Regions from separate parts of the Mus musculus genome. Here region 2 is linked to region 1. Evidence: chromatin contacts called from public HiChIP or PLAC-seq data. All regions are on one chromosome and are shown on one strand. The core of a region is the stretch at or near the end of the contact, and the rest is flanking DNA. Distances in the headings are between cores, read along the strand shown. Region 1 overlaps Kalrn (kalirin, RhoGEF kinase). Region 2 overlaps Kalrn (kalirin, RhoGEF kinase).

What was found. HiChIP or PLAC-seq counts read pairs in DNA pulled down with a chosen protein or histone mark.
Region 2: an H3K27ac HiChIP or PLAC-seq map of heart atrium shows a contact between it and region 1, with 7 read pairs. The contact joins two enhancer-like sites. A contact is called at or near these places in 3 of 484 Hi-C or Micro-C datasets (the N1E-115 cell line, cerebral cortex and nephron progenitors), 3 of 115 datasets of contacts at active chromatin or transcription factors (fibro-adipogenic progenitors, heart atrium and neural progenitor cells) and 2 of 9 other capture datasets (adipose tissue and pancreatic islet).

Annotation. Positions count from the first base shown.
Region 1 is chr16:34,368,949-34,376,189 of GRCm38.p6, forward strand. The region is part of intron 3 of Kalrn (kalirin, RhoGEF kinase); the gene reads right to left. Among named protein-coding and RNA genes, the nearest start is that of Kalrn, 140 kb to the right of the region's middle. Within about 2 kb of position 3,658, at least 71 of the 459 cell types and tissues checked have an H3K27ac peak or open chromatin away from gene starts, as enhancers often do. A contact at or near this core is called in heart atrium, where this site is marked.
Region 2 is chr16:34,462,579-34,469,819 of GRCm38.p6, forward strand. All of the region lies in intron 1 of Kalrn (kalirin, RhoGEF kinase), which reads right to left. Among named protein-coding and RNA genes, the nearest start is that of Kalrn, 48 kb to the right of the region's middle. Within about 2 kb of position 4,268, at least 6 of the 459 cell types and tissues checked have an H3K27ac peak or open chromatin away from gene starts, as enhancers often do. A contact at or near this core is called in heart atrium, where this site is marked.

The DNA of each region.
Region 1 (7,241 bases), core at 2,408-4,907:
ACCCTGTTCCCACGAATGTCTGGCAGATTCTCACTGTAACTAGCTACTGCAATAAATATAACATGAGATAACATGAGTCTATCCTGGAGGTGGCTGGAGGCAGAGATCAGCAGCAAACTCCCCTCCAGCTGACCAGCAGAGCAGGCAAAGCTGCCCTTTGCTTACTAGGACTGCTTTGTTAGCAAGATGGTTAGCAGTGTGTGTGTGTGTGTGTGTGTGTGTGTGTGTGTGTGTGTGTGTGTATGGGGTGTTAGAATACTAGTGTGGAGTCCAGGAAAGACCAGTGTTTGGGCTTGGGTTGGGTTGGGATGGGACATAATTGACCTGTAAATCAGACCTATTCATAAGGTTATCAAATGTTGGTGACAAATTCAAAGGCTAGCCTGGTCACTGAGGGAATAATTCAGAGAGGAAGGACAATTCACACCAAGGACTCTCTGTTTAATGCCACTCCACTGTTACGATGTTATAGCTACAGACAAGAATGCCAGCTGCAGACTAGGTACAGAGGAGCCTGGAGACGTCTTACCCATGGCTCCTGGTTAGACTTCTATGCTTGGAGACATCACCATGAATAAGTAGTGAACAGAGCAGAGAAAGAAAAGAACAGCAGCCTCAAACAAGCCATTTGCTCTCTACTTGCTGCTCCCAAGCTCCGTCCATCCTTCTACGAACTGAATGAACTGAAAGAGAAAGGGAGAAACTGCTCCCCTTGATCCATCCCTGCTGGGATTCTACATCATCCTCAGAAGCATGGAGACCCTGGCTATGGTCTCAGGATCCATTGAATCTGCTCTGCGCTCCTCACTGGGTCTTGCCAGTTCTCTGCTGATTGCCACAAACCAGGCCACACCTGCTTTCCTAAATAACCAGCAGTCAGCAGGTGTGGGAGAAAACTGTTAAGGACACATTAGCACTTGCTTTGAGCTTTTCTAATCTGTATAAACAAGAACACTGGAGCACTGTCAGCAATCATGGCTCAGAGGGCCTCTCCGTGACTGCTCGTCCAAAGGGGAGAGTAGGAGCAGAAGGCTTCCTATGCCTGCCACAGATGTCTCTCCTTCGGGTCACTGTGAGGCCACCATTAGCTAATGTTCTACTGGGGTGTGATTTAGATGTCACTGAGGCCACCTAGGGAGCCATACTAATTAACCCAAATATTTGGTTTTTGCTCTTGTTTTGGTTCATTGGAAGACTGTCTCCTATACCAGTTATTATACTAAAGGTTTAGTGTTTTGTGTGTCTGTGCATAGTCACATGTCCATGTATGTGGGGAACAGGGTGCACCTGCATAAATGTGCTCCTATGTGTGGATGCCAGAGGTCAGCCTCAGTTATCTCTCCTCCAGGGTTACCCATGCACTTTGTTTTTTAGAGATAGTGTCTCTTATTAGCCTGGAGCGTGACCAATAGGCTCGGCTGTCTGGCCAGAGAGCACCAAGAATCAGCTTTTCTCTGCTTCCATTTTTTTTTAATGCAAATGTTGTGGATGGTACCCAGGTCATCATGTTTGTTGAGCCATCTCATCCCCAGCTGGTGTCTTTTCTATGCCATGCAACAAACTATCTTTTGTCTCTGAATCTTGTTCTATGAGGGTCAGAGGATGACGCTGGGTATAGTACAAGATGATGCTTTACCCTAAATGTATAACCTTAAATGTAACATGCAGCCTATGTGCTACAAACAACCAAGGATAGCTATGAATGAAGACTAATACAAGTCTGTAAGCTGTTGTGTTACAATGTTACAAAACTGTACAGCCTGGATGATTCTGATTGAAGGGTGTAGGGTGGGGCTGTCCTGCCCCTCCCCCCTGCCCCCACTGCTTCTAGCACAGGCATTTAAGGTATACTGTGCTTCAGTCCACTTCCAGGACAAGGACGCACGCCCTGTCAGCTGCACTCCCAGGTTTGGCAGGACTAGTGTTCTGGTCAGATACTCAGGGAAACCAGAAGCAGAAGGCAACTAAGGAAGTTTGGTGCTTTCTAACTCTTTAAAACGCATTACCTAATTTCACCCAGATGAGTCTGTTTACAAAAGCCAGGAGCAGGGAGTGGCCACTTCAGTGTTTCTTCCTGAATGAGGAAAAGTGGAATATTAAACAGCAGTGACCCAGGCTTTAGGGTTCCACCCAGCATTTCCAAGCCCCATCATCAAGTGGGAGCTCAAAGGCCCAGTCCTCAGCAGAACTTCTCATCCTTCCACCATCTCTAAAGCTACCTTTAAACAAGCATACATGTGCAAATGAAGTATGGCCAGAAAGGAAAAAGATTATCCATCCTGAAGATGTTCAAAGAGTCCTGGTAAAGGGACTTGCAAAGAGCTCTGGGACCAGTGTGAGAAGGGTGGGCGCAGTGGAGGCATGCAGCCTCCCAGAGGAGAAACCACCCTTCCTCCTGCAAGAGGCCATCCAGCTTGTGGCACCACCCCATGCAGCCTTTGTCATTAGCAAGGTCTTTTCAGCTGGACTCTGAAGGAGCTTCTGTTCACAAAGGAGGAAGGACACTGGCAGCGGCAGCTGGCCCAAGATGTGGTGGAAGAAGGAACTGCCCTCTCCGAGAGAAGACTGCCTTGGACACTCAGGAACACTGCAGCCACTGCCCATCTGCAAGGCTAGGAGGCCGCAAGTTCAGGGGCAGGTGGGATGGGAACAGACATGGTTGCCTAGGGCATGACCTCTCTCCTTTTCTTCCTGTTACTCAGAACATGAAGCAGAAAGGAAATGGACACCAAAGCAGTGGATGGAAAGAAAGAAAAGAACAATCTGGAAACTGATGTCTCTGTCCTCCCCTCTGCCTCCCTCTCCCTCTGCAGCAAACCAGAGCCTTGCACCTACACTTTCTCTTCACCTGCCAGTCTGACCAAGTCTGAAGGATGGAAAAACCTGTTTTAACCTAAAGAAAGCAACATAATTACTAATCACACCTGTGAGTAACAGGCCAAGAGAGAGTTCCCATGTGACTAGTAAGCTGGACACATTTTGGTTTAATATTTCCCCCTGATTCCAGAAATACAACCAGACCATGAGCCTTCCTGAAGGCAAAACCTGGAGCCCCCTAACTCTCCCAAATAGTCTGCAATTGAGCAGAAAGGGCCATATGATCATTTGACAAACCCCTTGGGATTGGTGTATGTAAGCAACTGTCCTGAGAACTCACAGAACGGATAAAGTTCTCCATGGTAGTCAGGGCTGGGCAGTGTGAGGAAGGGCTGGCCCTACTGCAAGTCTACTACACGGAGTTTCTCTTCAGCTGGCCAGTTAGAAAACCTGGATTTCCGGTATCCCAATCTGGAAATCAAGGATGTTCTCTTCCCACAGAGAACCAGGATGGGGTGTGTCACAACACCGGGGTCAGACTTTGGCTCAGGCACCACGCCAAAACCCAGCACACGAATGACGGGTGATGGGAACAGATAAAATTCCAGCTGTGGACAGAACAGTATGAGAGATGTGAGGGAGAAAATGCTCCGGCATGAGGGCCTTGGAGCTCTCCAAGCCAGCCGTGGTCCTCAAGTGACCTAACAGAACTGGGAGTTAGGAGAGAAGGAGGCTCTGGGAGAAGAGAAGAGGCGGGGCCATCAGGACACACACTGGGATTACATCAGTATATTATCCGGAAACATATCTGTCCCTGCTGAGTCACCACACTGACGACAGAGTACTCTGTCTGGGCTCTGGGAGAACGGTCTGTCATCCTTGCTCAGTTTAGGAGCAGCAGCACCTCCTCAGGGAGACAGGCCACTCCTGTGCCTCCAGGCTTCTGCATGCTTCCGCCGGAAAAGGGCTTGACAGGGGACAGGAGATGTCCTGAAGGAGGCTTAGTCTGGTGACTTCAGGCTGGCATGACTCCCTAGTACTGGCTCTGAGGAGTTTAGGAGTGAGGCTCTTTTACCTGGGTGCTCTGCAAACTTAGAGACAAGTAGTAAGAACCCTGCTAACGCTTTCTACTCATAAGGACTCATGTCCTATGGACAATCTGACCTCATGAAAAGACTTGACCTTAGACCTGCTATCTGTGGCAAACTAGGCTTAATGGCCCTTTTCAATTTATGTTCATCCAATACTGGACGGATGAGGGAGAAGTGTGGAACAGATCTTATCTAAGGCAGCTCTGAACATCATGAGACAGTGGGCAAACGGCTCTCAGTAGAGGATAGCAACACACAGAAACGCCCTGGGGAGCGCTGTTTCTCCCATGTTCTTGCCTTCCGAGTGCAAAGAGGAAAAACAGTGTTTAGAAGGAAAGGTTTGAAAAGACAAATGAAGCCTTTCTCTCCAGCTCTGGCTGCTGAGAGTGAATGAAAGCTGTGGGCGCCCTGAGAGGTAGCACGGGACTTCTGCTCTGCTACGAAGGAAGGCAAGCCGGTGGCTGAGCTCTGCTTTTCTCTAGCTGCTCAAAATACGATTTTATAAAAGAAAGGTAGGGATTATTACATATATGCTATGTTCTTTAAGCAGATTTCCCCCCAAATAACATCATTATAAAATGCCTAGTTTCAGCTGGCGATTGTATGTCTAAGCTAGCCATTTCCACATGCAGTATTTTATTTGAATTTACTACATTTATCAGAGGAAACTTGTAGTAAACCTATGTTGTAGTGGACAAACAGTAATTATCTATGGTTACTTAAATTTTAGTATTTAATAAAAGTGTTTAAAGTAGAGCTGGCAAACATGAGACCTGATGCACCAAGGAGAGAACATTACAATTTGGAGCCTCTCGCCTTCCCACCAGCAGAGCTAAGGTAGTCTACCACTTGGTGGCGGCATACCTGAGTTGCCAAAAGTCTTTAAGGAAGGCAGCCTCTGTATAAAACCAGTGTCCAGGAGCATCAGTATCTCGTGGATGCTTGAGAGCATACACTACTCTGAAGGCCAACGAAGGGCAGAGCAAAAAACCTAACCAATGATGATTCTGGGAAGTAATGAATGGGAAATGTGCTGGCAATGTCCCTGAAATGGGGGGAGGGAACAGCACCAAATCTGTTGCCAAGGAAGAAAAGCAACCCCCTTACTGCTGCTCAGCATCTGTATTCAAGGATGCTGCTCCTTGTTTCCATCACACCCACTGAATGAGTCCTGGCTAAATTCAAATCACCCTGATTACCTAGCATGAACGTCAGGAAGGCCTGAATGCACTGGGTCTTATTTCTTCTGACATTGAAGTTTACCTAATCAAGGTTACAGCGGACACACTTCAGCCTCTTAATCAGCCTGCTCGGGAAGAGCTATGGACTCCAGCAGCTTAAATGAGATGTTAAAGACCACACCCGAGCTACCCAGAGTTGAACTCCCAGGATGCCTCACATTCTCCATAGAGGGCAAATGAGGTCTCTAGTTCAGCTGGGCATAGAGAGCTTGGCAGCTTTCGCTGAGCCAAGGCAGGGATTGACAATTCAGCTAGCTGACAAATGAAAACAGAAATGGAGAGAGAGAAGATAAAAAGAAAAACCCAAAGATTCACCAAGGACACAAAAATCTGGCCTTTGCTGTATATCACACCAGCTCTGAACACTACTGTGAGGCCTCTGTTAAGGGGCCATGCTGTAAGTAAGGATGTCCTTTGCCTCGAAGACTCAGAAGCACAAGTCCTGTGATCAACCCCTAGCCTTTACACAGCCAGGATCAGGCCTAGCTGTGTAATGTGTGCTAGGTTTTCTTCACAATGGTGGGGACAATGTTTGGACAGTGTTTCCTGGACAGCGGTGATCAGATGCCCTTAATCTTCATGCCAAAGTAAGGATCAGAAATTGAAGCCAGTCACACTGGGAGTATAATTCAGGAATCTTGAAAGCAATGTGATGATTTGTCTTATTCACTATAAGATTCCCATGACTGCCACAAATCTATACCACCCCTTTCCCCCCCCCAAAAAAAAACCAAACCAACGCAAAACAAAACAACCCACCTAAATCTATAGGCAACTGAGAAAAGGTGGGGCTGAAGAAGTCGCCTTCCCCAGGGAAGAATGCACCAATTGGCTGACCAGTCCCAAATAGCCAGCCTGGGAAACACACACAGGTAGCATTGTGTGGACTGAACAGGTCATACATAGGAATGTGTATGTGTATGTGTGTGATAACAGTTAGAGAAGGCCATGAATTTGAAGTTGAACAGGGAGGGAGGGAGGGAGGGAGGGAGGGAGGACTTTATGGGAGGGTTTGGAGGGAGGGAAGTGGGAAATATTGTAATTATCATCTCAAAAATTAAAAACAGAAAGAAAGCACTGAAGATGCAGATAAAGGCTTATGTGTAACGATGTTTCCAACGGTGTTTTGGATAATTTAGACGTCTACTGTACTAGCTTAGTGTGTTGTCAACTTGACACATGCTAGTTTCACTTGGGAAGAGGAAACTCCATGTGTTCTATAACAGTGACTTGTGGGCATACCCGTGGGGCATTTTCTTGATCAATGACTGATGTGGAAGGGTCTAGCCCACTGTAAGCGGAGCCACTTCTGGGTGTGTGGTCCTGAGTTATACAAGAAAGCTTCGAGCAAGCCAGTGAGCGGGAACCCTGTGCTTGACTCTCTGCCTCCGGGTTTCTGCCTTGACTTCCTGCTCTGATTTTTCTTCCTAATGGGTTGTGATTGGAACTATAAGCTGAAATAAACTCTTTCCTCCCCAAGTTGCTTTTGGTCATGGTGTTTTATCATAGCATTAGAAACCCTAAGACACTTCTGTTGGAGTTAATTTAGTTAGATATGATACATCCCATGATACAACTTTACCGTGTTAAGAAACTGTTTTGTGGTACAAAATGAAGTGAAAATAGAGTAAATGATATGATTCACTATTTTTTTTCAAAGCTCTAAAACACAGGAAGGAAACATAACAATACATTAACTCTTATTATCTGTAGGCGGTAGAGCTATAAGTGCTTTCCAAAAGATTTTTTACTTTTTCATTTTTTTAAATAAAAAATCACTAGATATACCTTTCCAATTTAAAAAGAGGGCCAAACATTAGACATATACACTCATCCCTTCAGCATCTACCACAGGCGTACTCTATCCTGTATCTTTACCACCATGACTTACGTATAGTTCTATCCTTAACTTTGACCAAACAGTTCAAGGGACACCATGATTAGGCAAGATAAAGAACTGCCACTTGCAGCCAGCTGTTTCTGTTTGAGGAGATTGTGTGTGTCACCCAGGTGAACCCTCACACACACTGTGGTTCACAGGAGATGAAGGGTTGGTGAGCACACCCACACTCCTGCAGAAGGCAGCTCTTCT
Region 2 (7,241 bases), core at 3,018-5,517, 94 kb after region 1:
TCTCATCAGACTTCACAGGTTAGTGTACTTTTCTGTATATTACATATACACCAGTAAAAGTTCATAATATGCAGAAAACATAAACATATAATAAATTTAAAGAAATAAGCGTCTGTGGGGGAAGTCGCTCGAAAACTGTCTTGCAGATCCAAATGTACCATATGAAATAAAGTTGACAGCTTCTGCTTATTTCCAGGTTTCTTTTCTACAATGAAATCTTGCCTTCTGATTTATTTATGACATATGACCCTCTTTCCAAAAAGAATTTGAAGCCACAGTCTTATTTATTGAACACAAATACATTAGAGGCTTTTTAGTTTTTACTGGGAGCTTTTGGGACATCAAATTTGTTCAATTTCGCTTAGTTTATTTTTGCTTTTCCCCCATGTTAATAGTGAGACTTTAAGTACCATTTTTCTTGGCTAACACCCCCTAATAAAGATTAAAAACCCTAATATTTATATAACTAGAAGAGAAATTAAGCTGAGGAAAACACAGTCCACCTAGACAAAAATCTGTGGATCGCTTCAGCCAGTGATTATAGTTCAGGTCTAACAGCCTTGTGCTCCATGGGGAGAGAAGGGAGACTGAGAGTAATTATCTCAATAATGCAAGCCAAGAAAGATGGCCACACTAGTCAAGAAAAAGGGGGTCACAGAGACTATGTCTGGCCCCTCATGAAATGGAGCTCAGCTGGTCAGAACCAACTGGTGTTTCCCACTCTGCTGTGTTTACTGGCTTTCAGCCCTTCTGGAAGGCTTTTTAGGGGGTCAGGTCATTCTCTCAAACATATATAATGCCTCATGGCTTACCAAGTCTCCTAGATCCTAGGATCATCTGAGTTTCATGCTAATCCTAAAAAGGAAATGCAGATGGTTGTCATTCTTCCTTATTATTATTATGGTGGGGGTGGTAGGGACACTGCAGTGCATATCTTAGAGACAGAGGCACATGGCTGTGCACAAAGCACAACACCAGAGCACATTCTAACCAATGCTTCATCCCCTGTGCTTTGAGGTTCCCTGGATTTCTCAGTCCCTGATAAGAACACAGTCCTAAAACTTGAAGAAAATCAGGCTAGTATTTGTAGACCTTGTCTATCAGTCAAGCTGCAAACTGTGCCACAGCTCAAGGATAGGCATCTCCTTTGGGACTGCACCTCACTAAATCACACAGAAAGGTGTGGATGCAGGTAAGGATTGGGGCTGATTAAGTGGGCTGATGCAGCAATGGCTTGAAGGCTTCAGTCAACTCTACCTCAGAAAGGATTCATCAGCAATGATGGAAACCCTTACCATCTAGGCAGGCTCTCCCACAGACTGGGAACTGACACCTGTGATCACAGAGACGGTGTTCTGAAATCTGCTCAGGACACAATGGGCTTTAGTCCGGCTAGAGGAAGTGGGCTGCCCATACTTCCAAGCCCAGCATAAGTGGCTCCTAACGGCTGAGCCTCAGAAAAAGTTACTTCTTTGCTCTAAGTATCGGTTTCTCTGGTTACAATGTAACAATGATAAACCAGCTATGATGGTACAAGCCTGTAATGGCAGCACTCAGGAGGCAAAGGCAGGAAGATTTGGAGTTCAAAGCCAGCCTGGGCTACTCAGTGAGTAGTCATCTGTCTGTCTGCCTACCTGCCTGCCTGTTTGTCAGTCTGTCTCTGTCTCTGCATATTTGTCTTTCCCCTCTGCCTGTCTCTCCTTTCTCTCTCTCTCTCCCTCTCCCTCTCTCCCTCCCTCTCTCTCTCTCTCTCTCTCTCTCTCTCTCTCTCTCTCACACACACACACACACAAAGATAATATCCTCCTGTCAAAGTTATTGTAAAAATAATAAAACATTGTGACATACAGTAGGTATTAAATTTTAGTCCTTTCTCTAGTCTTACTACGGAGTTTCCTCTGAGTGTTTAAAAAAATATATGTGAGGTTAATATTCTGTGGCTTCCTTGTCAGATAGAATGAAATAAGAGCAAATGTCATTTGAATTCATCCCTTATATTAATATAAGCTAATAATGTATGAATATACAATAACCTCAGGTGGTGTCGCATAAGAACCTGCCCCCTCCCCCTTTCTTGCTATTTTGCCCAGAATTAATCTAATTAAATCAATGCATGCTCCCCTTTCCTGGAATAGAAACTGTGATAATCGTCTCCTTAATTTCAGTAATTGATTAACATAACTAATACCTGTCGCCTACATCAGAGCCCACCTCTCCAGGGCTGATGTCCCCAAACGCTGCCTGAAAGATAACCCAAGAGCTCACTTCTGATGCTCCCTAGATAGACAAGTCACACAGGAGGGTTTGAGTGGCTTATTTTCACTACATTATATGTTGATCAGGGAGTGATGTCACAACACAGGTGTCGAGGTCAAAGGATGCCTTTTGGAAGATGGTTCTCCTTCCACCATGTGGGTTCTGGGACCCAGCTCAGGTCGTCAGGCTTGGCAGCTCTCTACCCTTTGAGCCACCTCACCAGCCTGGTTAGGAGCTCTTCATCAGGCTTCCAAAAACTTTCCTATCAAAAAGCCAACAGTCTTTTCAAAGCCCACAGCTGTTCTTCCATAACAAGGTTCCACAGAAGCTTCTGATCCCAAGAATCCCCCTACAACCAGAACCTGGCCTGCCTTCCAGTGCTCTTCTTGTAATGGCCTGTTCTGCAAATCTTAATCACAAGGCAGAGACTTGCACTGAAGCCATCTTACAAGTTCATGAGTCACTTCCATTCTTGATGGCCTTTCGCTATTGACCAAACACGTCCAGCCCAGTGGAGATAACTACTTCTTTGTCACGTAGCTTCCATACCAGACTGCAGTGTCTTCTCCTGTGTGTGTGTGTCCCTTCCCAACACACACATCTCTAGTTCCAGTGATGCCCTGCAGAGCAGTAAGAGGTGGGAGAATCTCACTCCCCCTTCACAATGGATGCCCAGCAATATGGAAGGAAACCATTATGCTTGTATGCACATTTTAGTAAATCAAGCATTCAAGACAAAGCATTTGTTGTGAACAAACCACGTGCCTCATGGTGCTCAGATGCTAAGATAGGAGGCTAAATAACATGCTACTCATATATAAGAGTGTCACACTAGTCCCCTAGAACGTCACGATGTGGCCCAGCTTCCAGAAAAGCCTACTTTTTCTGCACCTAGAGGTATCCTTGATTCTTCTCCTAAAATACAAAAGACAAAATCGATGGGTAAGTCTGAACATCACACCCATGTCTGTCTCCGAGTTTGTATCTTCATTGAGTAAAGTGTTAACAGGAAAGGATGCGGGATGGAGGGTTCATCAGGCTTCCTCATCTGTTTCTTTGAACTTCCCATGGATCTAATTATTTCAGGTTTTAAAAAAAGATTTTAAATAGATAGATGAGATTTCAGTGACAGTTCAAAGTCTAATAAAAGGCCTAACCTTGGGTGAGTCTACCCACTCCAATACTTCTGGAAATATGCACAGAAAAAAAAAAAAACACCTGAAAGCAGAAACTTCAGGCAAAAGCTCACACTCTACTGTCTCACAGAGAACTTGTCATACTGTGCACCATACATCTGAATATGTATAGTGCCTGTTCCTTATTCCAATTCTGGGATATCTGGAGGCTCAGTGCACATTGCCTGTGCTCCCTGTAACCTGGAGGGTCTGCCCAGGTGGGGAGTTAAACCAGCAGGACTTAGAATCCAACATACCTGGTTCTCAAATAGAAGCCACCACTTCCTAGCTGTAGGACCTGGGCACATAATTTGTCCTCCTCCATCTGCTGCAAAAGGATGCTGGTGGCAGGTGCTACTACCAATGTGTCAATAAATAACTTAGTACGAAGCACATGAGAAAGACCAGCATCCACCAAAACTATTTATGGTCCTAGAACTCTGGGCAGGAAAAGGTCTGGGTTTTCAAGGCACATTCTTCCTTGCTTTTCAGTGACAAGTTGTCTGTCTTTCTCTATATTCTGGCACCTCTCTAACCTGCCTAGACATCTCTGTTATCCAGTTACCTCAGCCCAGGACTCCTCAAGTGAAACTTCAATGAATGATCAGTTTGAATTTTTATGTTGTTTTTCTTTTATTACAATCTGTCATCAACTAATACTTTAGTGGAAAAAATTAAATAACACTGCCAGAGGAGTGTTAATTTTAAAAACAACATTTAAGCTCTAATTTCTTAATTTTTAGATTCAACAGACACGTTACTTTGCAAACTGGTGTGAAGTTTCTAAATACAGCCTTTCCATTTCTGTCCCCCTCACCGCTAGCTGGCAGCAAGCATTTGGCAGAGCTCTGCAGTGGACAGGGAGCTCCACTCGGCACCTCCTTCCTCCAAGACAGCCAGGGGAACGTTAACAATCAAGGTTTAAAGTCTCTGTGCTTTGCATCCTGACTTCAATTCCTCACTTAGATTCAAACTCTCTCAGTGCTAGGACCATGTCCACTGGGCCTTGAATATGACCAGACACCTCATGGGAGCTTAATTACCTGCTGACAACCTAAAGATTTAAACAGACATATTATTTACTTTTACCTTTTCACAGTTTAGACAACTTAATGGGTGCGTTTGTAAAGACCTGCCCCAGGAGGACACTCTGTCCCTTGGCATCCCTCCTTGTTTGTCTGAGCCTCGTCTCTCTTTTTCCCCCACTACTGGATGCATCTCCACTTAACTGAAATGCACAGATATGGTCACTGCTTCTTTTCTACTGAAGGAAAAGACAGAATAAATTGCAGAAAGTGCCATTCATCAACTCCTGCCTCTCTAGATAAACATGCGAGCAAACGGAGAACATCTATTAATTTACTTCCCGGGGATACCGTCAGGCTAATCTCTCAGTGTCACTCCAACACTGGCACATGATGGCTGTCCAATAAGCACCTATGCAAAGGGTCACAATGTGCCAGCAAGTCACAAGGGCTGCAAGCCACATCTTCACTGTGTCACTGGGAATGTATGCACAATTTTAACCAAAACAGGGCAGTGAATTGCACTGGAAGTCAGGTCCAGGCATTCTAAAGAGGTTGGCTACTCAGACCGGACAGTAAAATCAGACAGAAAAACATTTTAAACACTCACGCCTGTACCTCAGTCGCAGAGATTATTCCACGCGACTAGTCTAAGAACTCAGAAGGTCCTTAGATGTATGCTCAGAAGACAAATGACTGGGTTAATAGGTGAGGAGTTGGGGCAGATGTGAAGCTGGTCCTGACTTCTGTCCCTACACACCCCTACCCTAGAGGGTCTTCTCCCAAGGGTTAGCCTCAAGCTCCAGCCAGGATGTATCCCTCTTTGTCTTCTCTCGGGTCTGAAGCAGAGGAGGCTGCTTTGAAATACTGTGCTCTAAGAAAGCATGGATTTGCTTCATCCTTGCCTTTTTCAAGCAACAAACTTTGGGGCTTTCTGAAACGCACACCCAGAAGGCCCCTGAGCCTCACTGGCCTCTGCTCACACAGGATGCGAACACTTCATCTCATTTATTTCTTATTAATCTAATGGTTGTTCATCGATTGTTTTTCTGGAGGCTTCTAAGTCCAAGATCGTGTCTGAGACTGCAGACTTCCAGGGCAGAGAGGCCAGGGACGGGGATGAGAGATGCCAGCTGCCTACTGAGGGCAGACAAAGGTAACAAACTCAAGGCCTCATGAAGTATCGACCGCCCCGTGTCAAGGAGCAAGGAAAGGTTGGCTGAACTCATGAGCTACACCAGCAGTGTGATTTTGGGGCTGCCCAAGCTTCTGATCTTTGGATACCTTTTGGGGATGCTATTATTTTTTGGCTGTCAGAGACCCCCACCCCAATGCTTTCATGACCTGGAGGAGCCCCTGAATTTGTCATTCTCCCTCTGCATCCTGGCCTTCCCACTCCTTGAGCCGCATACTGAGATAATCTGGATGCTGTGTGGGGGTATCTAGAAGGAGATGAACACGGGGAAACTGGGGAATCAGCTGTGAAATCCAACACATTTTTTTTTTAAGGTGGAAAATAAAGGAAGAGAGAAAATGCCTTAGACGCTGGGAAAGCACCTTCACCAGACACTCCTCGGGTCTCCCCTTCCTACCCACCTAATAGGTTTCATTGTTCACATGACTTGCCCTACATCAGAAAATACTCCTGTACTTGTTCAGGATATCTACCCTGCTTTAAGAACAGTTGGAAACCACAGACTTCCTTGCTGAACTTGGAGCTTTTTAGTCATCACTGGAAGCTTTGGAAACATCAGAACTGCTAAATGTTGCTTGTTTTATTCCCTCCGGTCTGCCTGCCTGCATATTGATGATGCTCTATCACCAGCACTAACAGGCATTTTCTGGGATAATTTTGCCTCCACACCCAAATGGAAAAGGACCCTTGTTTCTTAGTAGGTTCCCTCCTTCAGTTCTTATAATTCATGAGCTAAATTTTGGGCTGTACTCAGACCATCCCCGCTTGCAAGCAGCAGGGTCAAGATTCAAACCCAGGGAACTATGACACCATTGCTCACAGAGGCTCATCTTCCTGAAGGCACCAAAGAGTTAAATCTGACTGACTTCCATTCCAATGCAGGACTCAGGAAGCCCCAACTGACTAGCTCCTCCTACGGGGCTCCATCAACTGTGTGGCTTGCCTAAACCATCAGCATGGAGGAAAAAGAAAAGCAACATCATCGTCCAAATGCAGGCAGACATGAGAGCACACATGGTGGAAAGGAGAAGGGTAGCATCCGGACCAAAGAGGTACCCTGTGGGCCCATCTGAGATATCCCCTTCCCAGGAGCACCTCTCAACTGTAAGATTCTGAAAAAGATGATTCATCCATTCACCATCAAATTGGTATATATTAAATACCTAGTGTGTGCCTGGGACCACGACCTGTACCACGGTTGGGGGGGGGGGGCGCACACAGCACAGTGAACAAAGCAGCCACAGTTCCGATCTTCATAGAGCCAGCTGCTATAGAGGAGCAAGACGGGGGTTCCAGGGCCTCTGTGTGGTAACAGAACCTCCTGACACACTACCTTAAATTTAGAGCTGAAGCACTTTTGTGGGAGGAGAAGGAGGAGTATAGGAAACCAAACTGGTTGCTATGCAACCGTGATGATTTATTCTTAGCCAGAGCAGGAAGAGCAGCATGGAGCAGGGAAAGCAGCATGGCGCAGGAGTGGGTGGGGGGTGGAGCCGGGTGTGGGGGAGGCTGGAGGAGGACAGAGTGGGAGGCAAAGTGGGGTGCACAGCAGTGCTGAGGCTGCACCTGCAGGCCTCACCCCCAGAGGCT